Regions from separate parts of the Macaca mulatta genome. Here region 2 is linked to region 1. The links are chromatin contacts, called in public Hi-C maps. All regions are on one chromosome and are shown on one strand. The core of a region is the stretch at or near the end of the contact, and the rest is flanking DNA. Distances in the headings are between cores, read along the strand shown. Region 1 overlaps ATP8A1 (ATPase phospholipid transporting 8A1). Region 2 overlaps GRXCR1 (glutaredoxin and cysteine rich domain containing 1).

The links. Hi-C and Micro-C count contacts between places; a contact is called where the count stands out from the background.
Region 2: a Hi-C map of fetal cortex germinal zone shows a contact between it and region 1, with 3 times the contacts expected there. The contact joins two enhancer-like sites. A contact is called at or near these places in 2 of 14 Hi-C or Micro-C datasets (fetal cortex germinal zone and fetal cortical plate).

Annotation. Positions count from the first base shown.
Region 1 is chr5:41,851,806-41,857,240 of T2T-MMU8v2.0, reverse strand. All of the region lies in intron 14 of ATP8A1 (ATPase phospholipid transporting 8A1), which reads left to right. Among named protein-coding and RNA genes, the nearest start is that of ATP8A1, 94 kb to the left of the region's middle. Within about 2 kb of position 2,715, at least 9 of the 40 cell types and tissues checked have an H3K27ac peak or open chromatin away from gene starts, as enhancers often do. A contact at or near this core is called in fetal cortex germinal zone, where this site is marked.
Region 2 is chr5:42,249,794-42,254,885 of T2T-MMU8v2.0, reverse strand. All of the region lies in intron 1 of GRXCR1 (glutaredoxin and cysteine rich domain containing 1), which reads right to left. Among named protein-coding and RNA genes, the nearest start is that of GRXCR1, 62 kb to the right of the region's middle. Within about 2 kb of position 1,920, at least 9 of the 40 cell types and tissues checked have an H3K27ac peak or open chromatin away from gene starts, as enhancers often do. A contact at or near this core is called in fetal cortex germinal zone, where this site is marked.

The sequences.
Region 1 (5,435 bases), core at 1,466-3,965:
TCCTAGGCAGTAGTTCTAAAGAGCAGTGCTCTTCTGTGTCTGTTTCAATGATGTCATCATTAACAACTGTTATAGTGTAGGATGGATCTGAGCTTAGTATTGTCATTCAGATTAAATTGCCAGTGAAGTGAATTACCTCTTGAGGAAATATTTCTTAATACTGAGATGCAGTCATAAGCCATGAGTTCTGGCTTTGTCTAGAATTGACCATGTAATCCTGGAAAATTTATTTTCAGACATTTCCTACTCTTTAAGATGTGGATAGTGAGACCAAACCATTTATAAGCTCCTTTTCCAGATATGAAATCTAACATAATATTTAGAAATAAAAAACAAAAGTTTCTGTTTGCAAATTTTAACTGCATAAGCCGAAATCTGTTTCCTCTTTGGTTATGGTATCATATTTTCAAGAATACCAGAAGCCATGTAGAGTAAAGCTAGTTAAACTGCTGCCAGTGATCATGTTTGTGTATGTGCTTTTAGGCATCCTTAACCTTGAGTTTTTATCAGTGTCCCTTCCCAAACACATCCTGGTGGGTTATTGGATTGTTAGCATCGTAGAGAGTTGTTGATGTCTGAAGATTTTGGAGAAACCATGACTTCTGACTTGACCACATGTTTACAGCAGGGAACATAACACTGTTACTTAATTACAGCCAGTCTCCATGGTTAGATATGAAGGGGTGAGAGAAATTACTGTCAAGCACTTTTCCGTGTGGATTTCCTCTGGGCACTCTTGGCTTATGGGAATCTAGACGGGGGAAATCACCTGGTTTTGCTATCCCATTTTCCCCAGAGCAGCATTTAACAATTGCTTGATGTGGGAACTATTATGTATGAGAACTTCTAATCCCAGTGGAAGAAACCAAGTTGTTAATCCCCCCAGGAAGGTGGCAAAACCAGAGAGTAACACAAAATTTCATATCCTGACAAAAGCATTTGGAGTTACAAGTGCAGAGCTGATTTTGCCTCAATGTTGCCAAAACATCAGGTGCAGCTCAGTTTCACCCCAGATAGAGTTCAAGTGAGTTCTGTTGTGTCTTATCAATTAGAAAAATAAGGCTTGAAGTTTCCTGATAGTATAATTCCTAGCTAGTTCTGTGTATTCTATACATTTGTAAGAAAATTATAATTAACACTTAAAACAGTACATCAGAATTTAATTTTAATAAATTTTCTTTCATTTCCCTGAACCTTTGCCCCCAATTGGATTCATGATGGGCAAAATAAAAAAGATTTGTACGTCGTTGCCGATGATGATTATCTTGTAGAAATCAACTTTTAGTTAGGAATGCACTGTGTGCTTAAAATTATTAGATTATTTCATTAGATCTTTTTATGGGACAATTACAGCAAAATGTAAGTAATTGTGACATCATTTGTAAATTTAATTTATGACAAACTAGATATTTTACTGTAAATATTAGTTATTAAAATATCATTTCAACTAATTGCTTCCTGTAGGGAATAAGTCAGTTTTATAATAACTACTTGAATACCCGGAATAGGTAAGCAGTTTCTCTGTTCAGTGGCTACAAATCTCAATAGAGTAAAGATTCTGGGATGCAGCCCTAAGTGCCATCTTTGTAAAAAAAATTTAGACCTTACTTTTAGAATAAGTTGGATGAGGCTTAACAACGTACAGTCTATAAAAAGAAACTCTGTTAAGCAAGCTAAATAATGCTTTGTGTGTGGACAAAGCATTTAATTCATATTAACATCATTTGCATTTTCCCTTTAAATGAAAAATAAGTTTTAGCAATCTTTATATATGAATATACTATGTGAATAACTTTACTTGACAGTATTTGGTTTAGCTATATATTTGCCGAAAGGATTGGCTGCTACTTTAACCCCGAGAAGAGATTCACCACGGAAATTTCACAATTATAATACCCCCAAGATCTTGTTACAACCATGTTTATCTTACTGCTCACCATGACTTGTGATGAATGCCAGTCAACCCCATTCATTTATTTACTGCATATGTGAAGTGTTGATGCATGTGACACTTTGACAGATAATGGAGGCAAAATAGGTAAAAGTTCACATGATTTCCTCCTGCCTAAAGTGTATAGTCTATTTGGTAGTTAGTGGATGCTAATTAAGTAATCATATAGACAAATATAAAGTCCTAACACAGTATAGAGGTCTATGTGAGGCTATGATGGGTGGTTTGATCTAAACAGGGAAGGCAGGGAAGTATGCCTAAGAAAGTGATTCTGGAGTTGAGATCTAAGAATGAATTTGATTGAGGAACTTACCAGGTAGATACTACAGCACAGGCACATGCAAAGGCAAAAAGCCAGATACCACGTAGACACCAGAGCTTCTGGAGCGGCAGTCAGAGGGAAACTTGCATATAGGATCAGTGGCAGGTGTGCGGGGCACCTACTGCTGACTGGGCTCTAGGTAGTGCTCAGAATTCTTCCAGGGCTGAGCCAGAGTTGGGGAGAGGGTCTCTGACACTTGAGCTCTGGAACTTTTAAGCTGCATGACTTGGGAAATTTTATCCCGTGTCCTAGTATGAGATCGGGGCTAGTGCAGCTTGGCAGGACCATGCTCAGTGTTGCTTGGGTAGTACCAGGCCCTTCCCTGGCACAGTCCATGGGCTAGGGTCCAAGCCTTGAGGTTGATCAGAAGTGATTGCTTTAAACATGGAGTTGCAGCCAGTTTCCACAGAGCTTTGCAGCATGCCAACTCCTTTTCTTGGAGTCCAGCCTGCAAAGGGCTTGATTAGCCCTTCTTCGTTAACAGTCACAAAAGCCCTTTGGTAGGAGAGAGAATAGTGAGTTAAAAGGGACCACCTCCATTGTGATTGGAGTGATATAGTGGATACTGCACTGGAAGCAAATTAATGTTTTGGTAGTGGAAGAGGTGTCTTGGAATGATGAAGTCCCTGCCTTGGCTGGGTTGTTGAAAGGTTGAACTTTTAGGGAGTGAAAGGATCCCATGAGTTCTTAACAAAGTTTATTGTATATTTGTCAAAAATAACAGTGACTTTTCATTTGTACTGAACTCTGCATTTTAAAACTCTATGTCTAGTAAATTTACAGGAAAAGTATCGAATGATTATATTATGAAAGAAACGGAAAATAAGAAAATCTGATCTGTCATGTATTATGGGCCCCTTCCAGTTGAATACATGACTGGCTGAAATGAAATACATCTATCAGACTTTCCTAGTGTTCAGATGAGCGAATTGATGAAATTAAAGAAGATACTGATGAATATGTTTTCTGTTTGAGATAGAGTGTTTTAATGAGTGAATTATAGTTTAAGTGAAAATTTTTGAATATCATTTAATCTCTTAAACTAAGGTTCCATTTAATTATAGAAATGCAGGTAACTTTTACTTTAATGTGCCTTTTGAAGTAACCATCATCTCATGGTAGCCAAAGTTACTTCCAAAATGTATTTAACAAATTTTATTAGTGTGATAGTTTGTTTCAAGATATTAGCATGTTTGTTACCTTAAAACATTTTATTCTGATTATATAACACATGATTAATTTTTCATTGGCTTTAGCATGTATTTAAACTGCTAAGTTCAAATAATTCCTACTGAATTGTGAGTTTTGTAGATAAAATAAGTAAATGTTGTAGTGAAGAGGCAAATTGGCAAATTGGCTGTACAGTTACAGGTTAACTTTGTAAACCTGCTTAGCTACCATGAATCATTATGTTTTATTTACTGTACTAACTGCCATTCTTTCAGATTCAACTAAAAGTTCATTTTGTTAACTTTTCAATGATCCATCTTTTTATACTTCCCACTTCCCTTCTTCGTGGTTTTATGTTTCCAGCCTTTCTGTGATTATTTTTCCTCTCTTTCTGCCTCTCTTCTTGCTTTCTGAAGCCATGTCCCTGAACCTGAGGATTATGGCTGCTCTCCTGATGAATGGTAAGTTCTATGGAACTTTCCGCCTCATTGATCCCTTTAAAAGGTTTGCATTTTATTGTTTTGTAAGACACATTTCACTATCTTTTATTTATATATATATATATATGTATGTATGTGTGTGTGTGTGTGTATATATAGTATATTGCTGAGCTGGTAGGATAACAATGCTGTAAAGTAGATATTTCTTGAAATCTATTGAATATTCCTGATTTTTGATGGAGAAACTTTAGTTATTTTAGAAACATGTAGTTTATAGATTAGGTTTGCCAGAGTTTTACATTATTTATCTATAATAAAGTCTAATGATCAATTCGAGAGTGTGGGCTTTGGACTACCTCAGGTTTCAGCTACAGCTCCTGAAGCCCTCTGAGGTTTTTCTAGCTCAGTACTGCCACCTTCTGCCACTACTTACGTACTTTACAGAGCTACTAAAAGACGCTACTGAAACATGCCCAAGCAGTAGAAATTTCCTTCTATGTTTCTTACGATTATTCTAATAAGTCTGTATGCAGGCTATAAAGTGAACATTTTAAAAATCTGCACCGAATGTTAGAAAACTATGCTACCAAGCACTTTAATATATTTAATTTTGGCATCATTAAAAACAGCGTGTTATAGGTTTAACTTCACTACTTTATGAGTTTTTTGTTGGTTTTAACCTTAAAATTCCTCCCCTTTGTGAATGTATGTTTTCATCTTGGAGAGTCCAAATTTATTTTGATATTTCTATAATTCATGATGAGTTGGTGGGCAAATGAAATTTCAGGAAATAGTTTTTTTTAATGTTGGTAACTTTAGAAACATTGAGAATTTATAGGTCATTACATTTTTATTTTTCATATTACTCATGTATTTGATGATGAAGCCATATTTTCAATATACTTTGAAGTCGAATAACATCATTTAAATATTTTTCAACAGGGAATTTATTTCACTGAAGTGAAGATTTTGTAAAAATTTTCAGTAAATCTCACAACACCTAGGGTTAATGACAGGCAGCTGTTTGGTTCTTGTGACAACTGATGAGACACCACACGCCCATTGCTTGGAGTGTCATACATTTTGACACCTACATACAAGTAATTTTTAACATTTTTTAAAACTTTTTTTTATTATTATACTTTAAGTTCTAGGGTGTATGTGCACAACGTGCAGGTTTGTTACATATGTATACATGTGCCATGTTGGTGTGCTGCACCCATCAACTCGTCAGCACCCATCAACTCGTCATTTACATCAGGTATAACTCCCAATGCCAACCCTCCCCCCTCCCCCCACCCCACAATGGGCCCCGGTGTGTGATGTTTTGCTTCCCATGTCCAAGTGATCTCATTGTTCAGTTCCCACCTATGAGTGAGAACATGCGGTGTTTGGTTTTCTGTTCTTGCAATAGTTTGCTAAGAATAATGATTTCCAGCTGCATCCATGTCCCTGCAAAGGTCATGAACTCATCCTTTTTTATGGCTGTATAGTATTCCATGGTGTATATGTGCCACATTTTCTTAATCCAGTCTGTCACTGATGGACATTT
Region 2 (5,092 bases), core at 671-3,170, 400 kb before region 1:
CTTGATACACAAGAAGGGAAAAACAGAATGGTATTAAGTGATTCTAGATAGATATGAAGGGTTGATACCATGTTGTATTTTATAGGCATGTTGTATTTTAATGATCTTGGGTTTTTTACCCTAGACCAACGAGAAATCCCTAAAGGGTTTTAAGAAGGATAGAAGGAGTTGCACTAAACCTGGTTTACATTTCAAAATGATAAGTAAAGAAGGACCAGTGGGTGTAGTTGTACAAGATGCACACTGCACAAACTTAGGCAGGGCCGTTAGTAGCATATTCTAAACAAACAGTTCCCCCAGGGTTGTGTAGTCCACATTTTGAGCCATTATACTCAGTCTCATTGCCAGTTCCCTTGCTCAGGAGACTGAGGCTGAATATGGGGCAAATTCGGGGTAGAAAGTAGGTTATAAATTAAAATACATTATTCAGTAAAATGTTCTTAAAAAAGATTTTATTGTACAATTTTTGTATGATTTGGAAGTAGGTCTTTCTAGAGGTAGAGTGATAAGTTGAATGATTTCTCAAGGTCTTTTCCAGTTTTATATGAATTTTAAATGATATTGTCTTTGGCAAAAAAAAGAAAAAAAAAATCCTCCTCTCCTACATTTGCTACATTTTCCTTCCCTCAATAGATTTGTCAAAGCATCTGGCCAGAAGTCTAAAAATAGCCTCTAATGGCTGTCCCTCTTCTCCCTTCCTGAGGGTTACCATGGGAATAGCGTATGAAAGATGGAAGCATCTGAGACAGCACTGAGAAGCCTCTGGGGTCTGCAGCCTCCCAGCTCTGAGAGAGCCGACCTAGATGGTAATAAACATAGGCCATTTTTTCCTTTCTGTTTATTAAAAAGATGAATCTTAGGGATGCCTGGGAGCCTTACAACAACCTGCATCACACGCAGATGTGTTGGAAAGGGATGGAAATTACTGCAAATCAGACTAAGGAGTTACCAAATAGCTAACCTATGCCCTCAGCCTGCACGTCGCCCTGCAGTAGCCACAGCACAACAATGAGTACAGTCACCCCCTCATCTTGGGACGATTGTGGAGCTTCCACATCCACTGGAACTAACCCTGGAATTCAGGCCAAGAGTTATTATCCACCCATCCCCCACAGAAGATCAGTACGGAGCAGGCTCAGCTCCTCAGGCAGAAGCAAATTCAGTGGGTTATTTCAGGCTGAGCCTTTGTAGCTCTAGCCTCACACTGATTTAAAAAGGACTCCTGAAATGGCCTCCTAGCCTTGCCCCAGTGAGTCCACAAATCACTGAGGACTTAGAGGCCTCCAGACAGCTGCAAGAATTCAGGTCTTAAGCAATATTTTTTAATAAATAAAAAGTAACACATTTGAATATCAGTGGCAGACAATACTAATAACTTTACATTTATCAATTCCTCACAATAACTTACATAGTGTTGCTGTATCTACAGATCTAGAAACCTAGACTCAGAAAGAGTAAGTATCCTCATATCCTCGACAAGGAGACAGAGTTGATGTTCAGCAAAATTAGAAAATTGGAACTCAGATGTGCACCCTTCCAAAGTCCATGTGCTTTCCACTGAGCCAAGACGAAACACTGAACCACACGTTGTTTTGCTACCCACTCCTCAGGATAAAGTTGTTACTAAACCACAAACTGTTATGGGCCTAATTCATTGCTGGTGAGATAACAGTTGTGAATTGAAGAGGTTCGCCTCTTTACTAAATTATGGTCCCACATGTATCAGTCACTTACATCACACAGGGGGCATGTTAAAATTTTTTTTTCAGTCTAAAATGATTCCTTTGAGATGGGTAAGGGATAGATATTTTTCCTATACAAAAAGGCAAAGAGGCAAAGTGATTAGCTCAAAGCAATACAGCATGTCAGTAGGCAAACTGGGACTAGACCCAGATTTCTTGATTATCAGGCAGTGGGCCAACCTGGCTCTGGGAACAGCGATTTTAAATAGCAGGCACATGCGGCTGGAAGCAGGGCTGTGGGCCTTGTAAAGGGCAAGACATTTTACATATATTATGCTCTCTCTCCCTCTCCATGATATTCTGTAAACCTCTATAGTTAAATGTGCATTATGAGATGCTTCTTAATACTAAATCTGAGTAAATAAATCTCTGCCCACCTTGCTCTCAAATCACCTCTTGAATTTTTATTCTTGCACTTAATATGATTTGTCAATCCGCTTTATCCACACCAGAATTTACCCACACCAGGCTTCTCTCTTAGCTTATTTGCTAGATCTGTTTCCATTCTAACCATACTCCCTATTCAGTTCTGAAGGTGAGTGGTAATTTCTTACGTCAAATTCCCCTCCTCACAACTGGACCACAAAACATCAAAAGGAACTTCTCTATGTCCCTCTATAGGACACAAATTATAAAAAATAATTATTTATCACATGACTGTTGCATATTTATATGCAGTTCTAGAGACTGCAAAAGGAACTCTACATATGCACTTTTTCATTTATCATAGTGGTAAAGATTATGGCCCAGGTTTTATAGACACGGAAACTAAGATGTAGAAATAAAGTTAAGGTGCCCAAGTAAGTCAGGGGGGAAAAGGGAGCAAAACGAGAATTTGAACCTGAGTCTGCCTTCTAAGTCCTTACTCTCTCCTTAAGAAGATGTTATATAATCTTCTTAAATACAAATGACCAAAGGACCACCCTGTTCTAAAATAATGGCAAAATGTACCATGAAGAGGCTGTCACAGGGACAGTCCTAGAAATTCCATTACTCATCCCTGTGCTGTCTTCTAACCTCTGGTTAAATGTCACTTCTCAAACAGGCCTTCCCTCATTGCACTATGGGAAACAGCCCCTCTATCCTCTTACCCAGTTCTTTCCTAGTACTGCTGGATGTTATATTGTGTATGTTAAGTGGTTCACTATCTACACACATTAAGACATAAACTCACTGAAGCAAGGACTTAGTTTTTTCATTAGAACTAAGAACCCAGAATATAACCAAGTACATATAGATACTCCATAAATATTTTCTGGCCTCTTTTCCATACATTTAAGCCAGAACTTGGTTTGAATTTCCCCCTTAGTCACCAGAAAATCCTGGACAGTTTATTGACCGCTCTTAGTTTTCTTATCTTTCAATATAGACACTAGTGCCTACTTCATGGGGATTTGTGAGGTTTAAATGATTAAATGAATAGAAAAACTCTTACCAGGAAGACTAACGCATCATGAACTCTCAGTAAATGGTATATTTTTATCAATATTATTATTATTATAAAATGTTATTGACACATATCAGCACCATCACCATTATTGCTATGAACAAAAAGTCCAAATCCACAGATGTCATCAACCTCATAAGCTCAAATGGCAAACTTTAACCTCATAATTACACAATGATCAAAAAAGCCAATCTCTTATTGAGGTAAATTGTTCTTTTAAAAAAAAAAATCAACAACATTTATTTTTCTCATGAATCTGCAATTTGGCTATGGCTAGGTGAGGACAGCCCGTCTGTTCTATTCTTCCCACCAGCTGGGGAGCTAGAAGCCTGGGGCTGTAATCATCTGAAGAACCTTTCACTCACATGACTGGCAGCTGATGCTGGCTGGTGGCTAGGATTGTAGCTGAAGCTGTCTTCCAGAACACCTACTCATAGCCTTGTCCTGTACTTCCTTGTAACATGGTGCCAGGTTCAAAGGGTAAACATCCTAAAAGAACGAGGGCCAGGTGGAAGACTTATTGCTTTCTAGCCTTCACTTGGAATCACTTTTGCTGCCCTCTATTCATGAAAGCAGTCACGAAAACCCACACAGATTCAAGGGGAGAGGAAATAGACTCCCACTTCTTGATAGAGAAATGGCAAAGTTCTGGAGACCATGTGGAACCAGAGATCTTGCTGTGGCCATTGTTTTTGGTGGGGGAAAATATAATTTCCATACAACCTAGTAAATTTGCTATAGTCCAGAGTCTTGGCCCTCAGACATACAAGCTGGGAAATTCACCACTGGCTGGCTTTTTGAATCGAGATACTGATATGTAAGACTAGAATGCCTATTTATTATTTACAATGAAAAGAACATGTCATTGACGTAGGACCACTCAAATTCTCTATGCTTTCCATATTCTTGGTGAGCATAGAATCAGAACAAAGGAGTAAAGGATTTGAGTCAATGGCTTGAATAGCAGCAGGTCAAATTATGTCTGAATTTTTGATTTGTCAAAAGGATATGAGTTATTAGTATTCAGTGACTGAGACTTCTGGGGTTTCTCTCGATGCTTACCTCTGTGATTCCCCTTTGAGTAGCTTCCTTAGCTGATCAACTACTCCTTTGGAATGTTCTTTCTTTGAGTGTGCTGTTCCACTCAGCCTCATCAGTCTAGGTTTGCTGAGGGGAGCCATTCTGCTCCTGTAAGTATGACTTTCCACTTTCATTTTCTAATTTGTCTTGTCTTGATCTTATAGTCTACATCTCAGAAAGCAACCTTAATGCTTTTATTTCTTATTTCTTGTGGGAGGAAGAAGTACAACTACTGAGAAGAGAGTTCACAGTAGACAAGGTGGTAGCAGGTGGTTTGGACTAAGGTGATGTTGGTGAGGTAGGGGGTGGTCAAGTGAATGGGAAGGGGTTCAGGGTGGTATAGTCAGCTTTGTTGATGCTCCACGCAGGCCCCTTCACCAGGTCAGTGCCTCAATCCCCCACCTGGTGTGAGTGTTGTTTGCTAACCGCTCTCAGCTGCCTTCTTTGGAGAATTGGTCTCACTCGATGGAGCCCACTCAGCTAGAAAAGTGGTGGGAACATAAAGTTTATAACCAACAACTAACTGATACTGGGGTAATAAGGCCCTGAGCTCTTTTCTCAAAATGAGGCAACTCTGCTCTTCACATCTGTTTGGGATATGCTATCAATTCTGATAGTGAAAAAACAACAGAGTCAAGCATATATCAGCATATAGCAGATGTCATAAAAATCTCTCCAATTTCAATTGCCCACTTTGTGGCATAACAGAAATGCATAAGCATAATCTTTGCATGCAAAGATTTCTTCAGAGTGTTTTCTATTTTCTCAATGCTCTCAGATCATTCAAATAAGTGAATTTCAGTTATTTCCTCAGGAATTATCC